Linked DNA regions of Mus musculus: region 1 is linked to region 2. The links are chromatin contacts, called in public targeted proximity ligation maps. All regions are on one chromosome and are shown on one strand. The core of a region is the stretch at or near the end of the contact, and the rest is flanking DNA. Distances in the headings are between cores, read along the strand shown. Region 1 overlaps Nrxn2 (neurexin II). Region 2 has its middle 7.8 kb from the start of Batf2.

The links.
Region 1: a targeted proximity ligation map of bone marrow-derived macrophages shows a contact between it and region 2, with 6 times the contacts expected there. A contact is called at or near these places in 6 of 39 promoter capture datasets (cranial neural crest, hippocampal neurons, liver and 2 more), 1 of 130 datasets of targeted methods (bone marrow-derived macrophages) and 1 of 9 other capture datasets (adipose tissue).

Annotation. Positions count from the first base shown.
Region 1 is chr19:6,456,630-6,461,672 of GRCm38.p6, forward strand. All of the region lies in intron 6 of Nrxn2 (neurexin II), which reads left to right. Among named protein-coding and RNA genes, the nearest start is that of Gm52381, 38 kb to the right of the region's middle.
Region 2 is chr19:6,154,087-6,159,206 of GRCm38.p6, forward strand. No RefSeq gene overlaps it. Among named protein-coding and RNA genes, the nearest start is that of Batf2, 7.8 kb to the right of the region's middle.

The DNA of each region.
Region 1 (5,043 bases), core at 1,847-4,346, 300 kb after region 2:
GATGCGCTCTTCTTAGTGCTCCCCCTTCCTGTGCTCTGCATAGTCACTCCTCTTCCATGCAGCTCCCCACACCCATGTCCTATCACCCCATTCCCCAGTCCGAGCACCTTTTGAGTGTTATCCCCATTGGAGCCGGTGAGTGTGCTCAGTGCCTCTGTGATACAGTCAGGTGTCAAACACATTTGGGGGGTAATTCAGGCAAGCTTCTTTTGGTGCCTTTTGCTCCCCCCCACCCCTTTTTTTTGCTGTTCCTAGGACTAGAGCTGTCAGCTGCTGCTATCTTCTGCAAGGCACTGCAAGCCCACAATCTTCATCCACGTGCTATTTGGCCAAAAATTAGGGTGAGCTATCCTGGATTCAGAGTGAAGGACACGCTCCCTGCTCTGGAATCTCCTGAGACCGATGGAATTGTCCCAAATAAACAGAACAGGGAAAAAAAATACTGATCACACAAGTGTGAGGGTCAGTCAGAGTTCAGCTCCCCAGAACCCTTGTAAGAACAGGGCAGTCGCCGGGCGTGGTGGCGCATGCCTTTAATCCCAGCACTTGGGAGGCAGAGGCAGGCAGATTTCTGAGTTCAAGGCCAGCCTGGTCTACAGAGTGAGTTCCAGGACAGCCAGGGCTACACACAGAGAAACCCTGTCTCGAAAAATCAAACCAAACCAAAAACCGCCAAAACAGGGCAGTCATGGTAGCCACCTGCAATCCCAGCACTTGGGAGGTAGACACAGGGGGTCCCTTGGGCAGTCTGACTAGCTAGAATATCCAGAATTGTCAAGCGCTGGGCTTAGTGAGAAACTTTATTCAACAGAGGGGAGTGGCTAAGGAAGCATCTAGTCTCATCCAGTGATACCTTCAAGACTCCACATGAGTTCACACGTGAACCGTGTACACTCATGCCCACATACATGTGCAATCATACCACAGACATGCAAACATAAATGAAGACATAAATAAATGAACAAATTAAAAAATGATTAGAATAAGGCCACACACCTGCCCAGTGTACCCCAGAAGCAACTATGGGAACTGGGAAGATTTCCCGGAGGAAGGAAAGGTGAGCCACCCTCACGGATGCAGTGACACATGACGTCAGGACACAGAGTAGAGTGGCCCGTGTTCATCTCTTTCTGGGACATGTAGAGTCATGGGTGCAAGTTGATAATAGATGGAAATTCTTTTCTCCTGGATTGTTCTATAGGATGGCTCAGAGTATGGGCAGATCATGTGGACCCAAAGGCAGGGAGGTTGGGCCACAGAGGACGTCTGCTTAAGGATCTCGATGAAGAGCCCTCTTTCTCCAAAGGGCTTCTGAGGAATTTCTTTCACTCCAGAACCCATGGGCAAGAGATGCCGGAAGCACATTTGGGGAATTCTCTGCTTAGCCCTAAGGCCCTGCTCGGGAGCTGCTGCCCTCGCCCAGGGCCTCGTCAATGCCAAGCCCTTTATCTGTGTTTTCTGAGACTTTCAAGAGAAACATCTCCATTCCTGTTGCTCCAGCAGTATCTCGTCATCACCCCTTCACACTGTGCCAATGTCTGGAACTCTTGGATTGTCTTAACTCAAGGAGTGCTACTGGCGTTTAGTAGGCAGAGGCCAGGAGTGAGTAATCACTCTAGTCTGTAATACTGCCCCACAACAGAAACCATCTGACCTCACACATCAGAGGTGCCTCTAGGAAGGCACTCTACATATTCACCCAACGGTGTAGACAGCCCAGATGACATCCCAGGATTTGAAGAATCCTGCTCTATTCACACCGGTGATAGAGGGTGAGGTGGCTTTCAACAATGCTCAGCCTCCCCAGAGTTCTGTCAGTAGGGAGTAGTTCAGGGATTTGATGTAAGAAATGACATCAGGATGGGGGTGTGTGGTTCAGTGACAGATACTGATCTCACATGCACAAGGTCCTGATTCCATCCTTAATACAGTGTGGGGGCGCAAAGGAAGCAGAAATGACATGAAGATGGCCAGAATCCAGAGTGCTACAGGTTCCTTATTTTCCTTGTGTGACTCGAGTGGCTGGGGAGGTGGCTTTCTGGAGTGACCTGCTTCCAAATCAGCCCCCGTTAATTATGGGAGTGGGCCGAAGGCTCGCTCCAAAAGCTCCTGGTTGAGATGATCATCCCTGGAACACAGCAACTGGGACCAGAGGAGTCTTTAGTGACACAACATGTTCTTGAGGCTATTTTGATAGGTAGTCCTCTTGGGGGACAACTGATTACCCCTGAGGGTTTCTTGAAGCCTAGTTTTTAATCCTAGACTCACTCAATTTTCATACCGCCATATACTTCCAACCACCACATAAGAATACGCAAATCCATTTATCTTTAGCCAACACCAAATTGAAAGACAAACTGGCTACCAAAACATCACCTGGTGTTTCTCTTGCTCAGCTCAGATGGTGCCTTTTCTCAGTACAGACACTTTCAGATTTTCTTCTGGGTCTCGAGAGTGGAGTTCATCAAGGATCAGTCCCCATGGGACAGAGTCTATAATAATAGGATGACCCTGGGTAGACTCCTGAAGGATGGCGTCTCCAAGGCTGCAGTCATCCAAGATGGAGTCCTCAGATAGAATACCTGTAAGGATGGAGTTCTCAAAGAGGAAGTCTTCAAGGATGGAGCCCTGAAAAATGGAATCTTCCAGTTCTCAAGGATGGAGTCTTCAAAGATGGAGACCTCAAGAATGGGATCTCCCAAAATAGAGTCCTCAAGGATGGAAATTCTAGGATGCACTAATGATGCAGACTCCAAGGATGCAGTCCTGAAGGATGGGGTCCTCTGGGATGCAGTGCTCCATGGGTGGAATCTCCAGGATTAAGTCCCCTATGTACTGAGTGAAGCACCCACTCAATGATAGAGTCCCCAACACATTTGGAGTTCCTATTCTCTTGCCTCCTGTCCCTCATAGCACACAGCCTGTCTTAGATCCCGGATTTGTAACTTTCCAGACCTGTCTACACTGCCTTTCCTTGTTCTTCCTGTGGGGAGCTTTCCACAGCTCTCCCAAACAGGCCACCCATTCACTCTCTGTTGGCCAAGTCTAAGATTTGAGTCAGAGAGTTGTTAGGCGAGTTATGCAACCCCCGAGCTTCAGTTCCCCATAGACCAAGTGGGAAGGAACGGCTGATGACTAACTGAGTGGTAGTGGATTTATAGACACTCATTGCCTGGCACGATGTGGGTGCTGAAGGGCTCCTGCTGCCATGATCATTAGCTTGCTTCTTCTTCTTCTGAGTTCTTCAACTGAAATGGCTCAAGCTCCCCGTGGTCCATCCCAAAGCCAGCTCTCGTCTTTCCTGTGTCGAGTCCATGAAAACTTGTATTGGGTCCTCTCACATCTTACCTGTGTGCTAATATTTGTGACTATTTATCTCTACATCCAGGTTGTAAGCAAATTGAAGGTTTAATACCAGCAACTATTGAGCCTATTAGTTGTTCTTCTAAGTCTCTCTCCCCCTGGTTCATCTGGTTTCCTTCAGGAAGCATTTCCCTCTTTAAGGACGGTATGAGGATAGAGTCTGAGGCCTTGCACAGGCTAGACAGGTGCTCTATCACAGTGTTAAATACCCAGCCTATCCATTTGGTCTCCTCTTTAAACCCAATTGAACAGATTTTGGAAGTGAGGACTCATGACCGACATAGGCAGGTCAACTACTTCATGTGAGTGCTGTCACTGGGTATTGTGGTACACCCCTGCAATTCTCAAAGTCTGGAGGCTGAGGCAGAAGGATTGCCATAAGTTGGAGGCCAGCCTGGGCTCTGTATGGAGACTCTGTTTCAAACAAAAACAATGCCTGAATACCTCCTGTCTTCCTGAAAGAGCTCAGATCTGCCTCATGTAGCTTAGCTTGTGCTGCCTCTGTTCAGTGCTATCCTGTCAGGGTGTCTCTCAAACTGCGCTGGAATGTAGCTTCATGTTCAAAAGTCTCATTTATCACCTAGTTCGTGGTGTGTATGTGTGTGTGTGTGTGTGTGTGTGAGAGAGAGAGAGACAGAGAGACAGAGAGACAGAGAGACAGAGACAGAGGGTCTTATGTAGCTTTGGCTGACCTTGAACTTGTTATGTAACTCAGGCTGGCCTCAAACTCAAAGAGATCCATCTGCTTCAGTCTCCTAAATGCTGGGATCAATGACCTGCACCCCCACACTTGGCTTTACCGAATTTTTATAAAATTCTGAGAATGGGAGCCATGATCTCCAGTTTTCTGATGAGAAAAATAAGACCCAGAAGACAAGCCTGTCTGGGTGGGAGTTAGGAGGCCTTGGAACTTGAAATCTGAATTAAAGCCACTTCATTTCTTTGCTTCTGCAGGTGTTTGGGACTTGTTATCCATGCAGAATGCACGGAGGCTGTAGTCTGGGCTTCTGATAGTCCTGGACAGTCTCAAGTCTCACGACCATGTGAACGTTCTGAGCCTCTTGACTCAAGGAGCGAGCCCTTTCCTTCATCCCATGCTGAGCTTGTGCAGGCTCACAGGCTGTCCTCAGCGCAGACTTTTGCACGGAGTCTGCAGCCCTCCTCTTGGCATCTTTAGGGGGCTGGAATGCACTCAGAGGTCAAGGTAGAGATAGGATGTAGTTTTCTCCAAAGCTGTTTAGCCACAGCAAGTCCTCTTGCTTTAACGACTCACTCCCCTCTGGCTGGGACGCCCTCCTCATTCCTGGCATCTCCATGCCTGTGCTTCTGGGCTCTAGAAGTGGATGAAGCATTAGGGTTTACTTGATGGATTGAAACACTAGTTCTCTAATCTGGGCCTTTCTGTGTGGGCCACCGTACCTCAGGAAGAGCCTCTAATGAAAGCTCCAATTCTAGTCTTTAACTGTGGGTACCCACTGCCATCAGGGTCTGCATTTTCCACTCCTAGGTGGAGAGGGCTCTGTTCTCATCTGTCCCAACCTTGCACTTTCTTGGGAGAGTCTGGATCTCTTGACAAATTAGTAGGAGGCCTGGGATTTGAACTCGCATCTTCCCTTTCTCTGTCCCGGCTTTAACCTACTGTTCTGTCCAGCAACTCTGGAACTTTCTGTATGCATGCTG
Region 2 (5,120 bases), core at 2,070-4,569:
AGAGGGAGCTGTGGGTTAAAGCCAGTTAAGAAGAAGGGCTTCATTAGCAGGATCAAGAGGAGTGGAGGTTTCCCTGGTTGGGACGTCATAGCTCGGTGTTGAGTTGAGGAGCAGGAAGAACAGAGAGAAGGCTTGGAACAACGATAAGAGAAAGCTTGGACAGAGTAGCTGGCAGTGGTTACAGAGGCCCTGTATAATACCGGGATCTAAGGTACTATTGATGGCCATTTGGATTGGTTATCTAGGGGATACTGAAGCCAAGTTCAGCTGCAAAGGCATATACATTTAGAAGCCTTTAAGTCAGGCACGAGGTGTAGTGGTCTAAGGTTCTCCAAAAGACATCCCAGGGTGGAGCTTAGAGCTTGGTCAAAGATGCAGCTCCCGCCCGACAGTGGTGGCACACGCCTTTAATCCCAGCACTTGGGAGGCAGAGACAGGCAGATTTCTGAGTTCGAGGCCAGCCTGGTCTACAGAGCGAGTTCCAGGACAGCCAGCGCTACATAGAGGAACCCTGTCTCGAAAAACAAAACAAAACAAAACACAACAAAACAAAACATGCAGCTCTCACGGGTGAGGAGAGGAGTCACAGGCCCAAGATGTCCCAAGGACACAGGGAGGACTGAAATAAGAAGGCACAAGCTACCAGGTGTGTGGTCACAGTGCTGGGCAGGGGCTGGGGCTAAAAGCCTGAACAACAGATACAGCACACAGCTCTCTCTCGCGAGCGCGCGCACACACACACACACACACACACACACACACACACACACACACACACACACGGCGGGGGGACTGGGCTGGAAAAACGAAGCCTTACCCAAAGCAAAAGGTCAAAAGGTCAGGGGTGGGGGTGGACTAAGAGGGTCAACTGTAGCCTTAAAAAGCATGGTTGGGTGTACCTCCTTTTCCAGAGGGGTGCTAGACACTCAACAGTCACTCCCTCGGATACAGCGGAGTGTTTATAATGATTGGGAGAGGAGGGATCTACCAATGTCCAGCGTTGCATGGAGTGCCCAGCTGTCAGTTAGCTGAGAGGTGAGCCTGCTGCAGGTGGACTGGGAACAGGGTCCTCCCGTGTGGTTTCAGCCCACGGACGGGAGCACAAGCACCAGCAGAGCCTTCCGAGTCACTCGGCACCAATGTTATGATCAAAGTGACAGACACCTTTATGTCATACCATGCAACAGATCTCATGTGGGAGGCTTAATGGGGGGGGGTGGTATACAGAGGCTGCCTCTGGGCGATGGTGGAGGAAACAGAGAGTGGGAGAGGAGGGCCTGGCCTTTTATGAGGAGATATGGCACATGTGCACGAGGATGATATGTGACTCACGGTGACAGTAGGATATCTTGGCAGGTATTGAGGACTCATCCTGCTGTCACTGGGTCCCTGGAGCGGGTGGTGGAGATGCCTGATTCCCAATACATTAACTGCTGAGGCATGGCTCCAGCCACGACTGTTTTGTTTTCTAAGACAGTGTTTCATGTTGCCCAGCTGGCCTCAACCTCCTTTGTAGCCAAGGATGAGCTTGGATTATTCTTAAATAGATGTTTCCAGTTGCTTTGGACAGGACCTGCCATGTACTAGATGCTCAAAGAGGCTCTGCTGTGTACCAAGCATAGAGACCGTGGGTTTGTGTGCTCCTGATGAGGACAGGAGAGAGACATGGGACAGGGAGGGTTGGGTGAGTGAGGAAGAAGGCGAGACCTGTCGAGGGCTGGAGACAGCTCACAGCTTACAGTGCAGGCATGTGGACTTGAGTTGGATCCGCACAGCCCACAACAATAAATGAAACAAAACAAAAAACCCAAGCAAACTAAAACCTCATAGGGCCTGGTGACACTTATCCAGAGGCCTACTGGTCATCTAGCTCAGCCTAATGGGCGAAGTCCAGTCTCGGTGAGAGACCTGTACTGAGACCAAGGTAAAGCAACTGGAGAGATGGCTCAGTGGTTAGGAGTGTTTACTGAAGCCACAGAGCACCCGAGTTCAGTTCCCAATACCCATGATGGGTGTATGGATTCTAACCACTTGTATCTCCAACTCTGGGAGATCTGACTCCCTCTCTGGCTTTGACTTGAAGTCGCCTCCTCTTACTGACCGTCAGTTTCCCCAGCTATAAAGCCAGGAGATTTCGTAACTGGTCCTCCCTGGCTTATATAAGTCCTCAAGAGTTGCTTCCCCAGTCCCTGACCAGCAATCAGCTGCCTAAAATGGTTCCCTTCAGCAAGCCTTTGCCTTCCTGTGTGTGGATGACTCTCAAGACCTTGCTGCTCAGTTCTAGCTGATGGCAAGGAATGGAAAGAAATGGGTCCGGATGAAAGTCTTTGCAGGGGCTAGATAGACAATTTCTAGGGTCCTCTGGGGTGACCACCTCTCTACCAGCCTAGCCCAGATGCTTCCGAGTCCATCCCTACCCTCTTGGCACCGTCTGAGGTGCTGGGTTGGCTGACAGCAGCCTCTTGTGTTGGGCCCTGGGAATTGCTGGCCTCCCTGGAAAGGGCAGTCTTCATTCCACTCCAGCCGGGCCTCTGGTTGCTTGCCCCTTGCCCCTTGCCCCTTGCCCCTCGCTGGCTGCTTTCCAAGGACAAGAACAAGGAGACTCACTCTTCCCGAGCACACCAGTGACCACCATCCGTGTGTAGCTTCAGTCATGATCGTAGCTCTGGCACAGAGAGGGGAATTTCATTTCATTTATTTATTTGTTTGTTTGTTTGCTGGCTGGTTGGTTTTTCAAGACAGGATTCCTCTGTGTAGCATTGGCAGTTCTGGAACTCACTCTGTAGAGACCAGGATGGTCTCGAACTCACAAAGCTCTCCCATGTGCTGGGATTAAAGGCATGCACTGCTTCTCCTGGGTAGGATTTTCATTTTATAGACAAGAAAACTGAAGCCCAGAGAAACTAGGCCTTGGCCAAGGTCACAAAGGCAAAAAGGCTTTGGGAGAGAGAATCTAAGAGCTGGGGTCGCAGCCACCACCTCCACAGCTCTGCTGTTTATTATTTAAACTTCCTGCCCTCCTCCAGAGGTTCCAGTGACCTTCCTGGAAATCTATGCGATTTAAGGAAACCACAGCAAAGTGCAGGCAATGTGTCCTGGGCAGCAGAGGGCTCTGCAGAGAGCTCAGCTCTGCTGAGCACCCGGGTGTACCATCTCCCACTTCCTCTCAAGTGGCAGGGCCCACCACCAGGAAAGGACCGATGACAGGGACAGGGGTGACATCATAGAACCACATAGAACTGCTGTTACCTACCCCATGGGAGGCCTTCTCATTAGCCATCCGTGACTAGTGTGCTGAAACTGAAAGTGGCCCTTCCTGGCTTATGGTCCCCAGGAGTTGCTTCCCTATTCCCTGACCAGCAATCTGCCTAGAATCGTTCCGCTCCGCAAGCCTTTGCCTTCCTGTGTGTGGATGACTCAACACCTTGCTTCCCAATTCTGGCTGATGGTAAGGAATGGGAAGAAATGGGTCAGGATAAAAGTCCCTGCAGGGACAGGTGACACATGCTTCAGTACTTGGAAGGAGGATCCAAAATTCAAGAGCTGGGGCTGGAGAGATGGCTTGACAGTTGAGGGCACTGACTGCTGCTCCTTTAGAGTCAATTCCCAGAATCCGTATGGTGGCTCACAAACATCTGTAACTCTAATTCCAGAAGGTCCTCTTCTGGCCTTCTTGGGTACCAGGAATGTAGGGGCGTACAGACATATTTGCAGGCAAAACACAAATGCACAGAAAACAAAAAAATTTTTAAAAGCACTCCAGGCCATCCTTCGCTGCATAGCTAAGATGAGGTCAGTCTGGGCTGTGTGAGACCCAACAACGAACAACAAAGAGTCTGGGTCACCCTGGGGCTGGGAGAAAAAGGATTTCCTGGCGAGTGAAGCTCCCTAGATTCCTCGTGTGTGATTGCTCTAGCCTAGGATCCTGCCAGGACCCACTCACCATTTGCCCTTCTGGCAGCATCCTGATGGCCGTGGGGCTAACCACTTCCTCAGTTCTTGTCCCTGTGATTTAGAGAAGGTGAACCCCAGCTCCTGCCAAAGAGCGAGCCTGGGACCCTGGCTACGCCCATCTCATTGATAGCAAGAATGCACAAGAGACTCAAGTCAGACCAAGGAGAGAAAAGCCTGGGGAGAAATTGTCGTACCTATTGAGAAAGTGAGTGAGGACTCCCCCCTCCCAGTGCCGCTAAGCTGCTGCTGCTTGTGGGCTGCTTGTTAGAGTATAGCCAGGCCCACAAGTGTGTGTGTGTGTGTGTGTGTGTGTGTGTGTGTGCACACGCGCACATGCAACGCAGCTCCCCCCACCCCCTTTTTTTTGAGACAGGGTTTCTCTGTGTATCCCTGGCTGTCATGGAACTCACTCTGTAGACCAGGCTGACCATTCATAGAGATTTGCCTGCCTCTGTTTCCCAAGTGCTGGGACTAAAGGTGTGAGCCACTACTGACTTTTTCATTAAATATATAAATCCTTTCTTTTCTTGCACCCTGGAAAATTGGAGGGAGGGGCATAGGATCCTGTTAGGTAGCACAGGCTGGCTTAAACATGCGACTATCCTCCTTAGGCAAGACAGAAAGAGAAAACTATGGGACATGAAAAAGAAAGGCACACTTTACCCTGGATTCTAGTTGCTTCTTGCCAGCTGAGAAGCAAGAACAACACAAACATTTGCTATATGTGGGGCTGGAGAGATGGCTCAGCAGTTAAGATCAATTATTGTCCTCACAGAGGACAGCTCCATTCCCAGCACCCACATAAGTGACTCACAGCGGCCTGGAACTCCAGGCCATCTGGCTTTTGAGGGCACCTGTGCACACGTGGTGCATATGAAGTTGTGCAGGTACACATACAAATCTCTAAATAAAATGTGGTTCCGTGCATTTATTTATTATTGTATGAATCTGTGTGTGTGTGTGTGTGTGTGTGCATGCGCACGCGCCTGTACCCACATGCGGGGACACATTCCATGGCACATTCTGCACATGTGGAAGACACAGAACAACGTTGTAGAATTGGTCCTCTCCTACCATGTGGGTCCTGGGAATATAGCTTTCGATCCTAGGCTTGGCAGCGAGTATCTTTACTCTCTGAACCATCTCACTGACTGTAAGTTTAATAA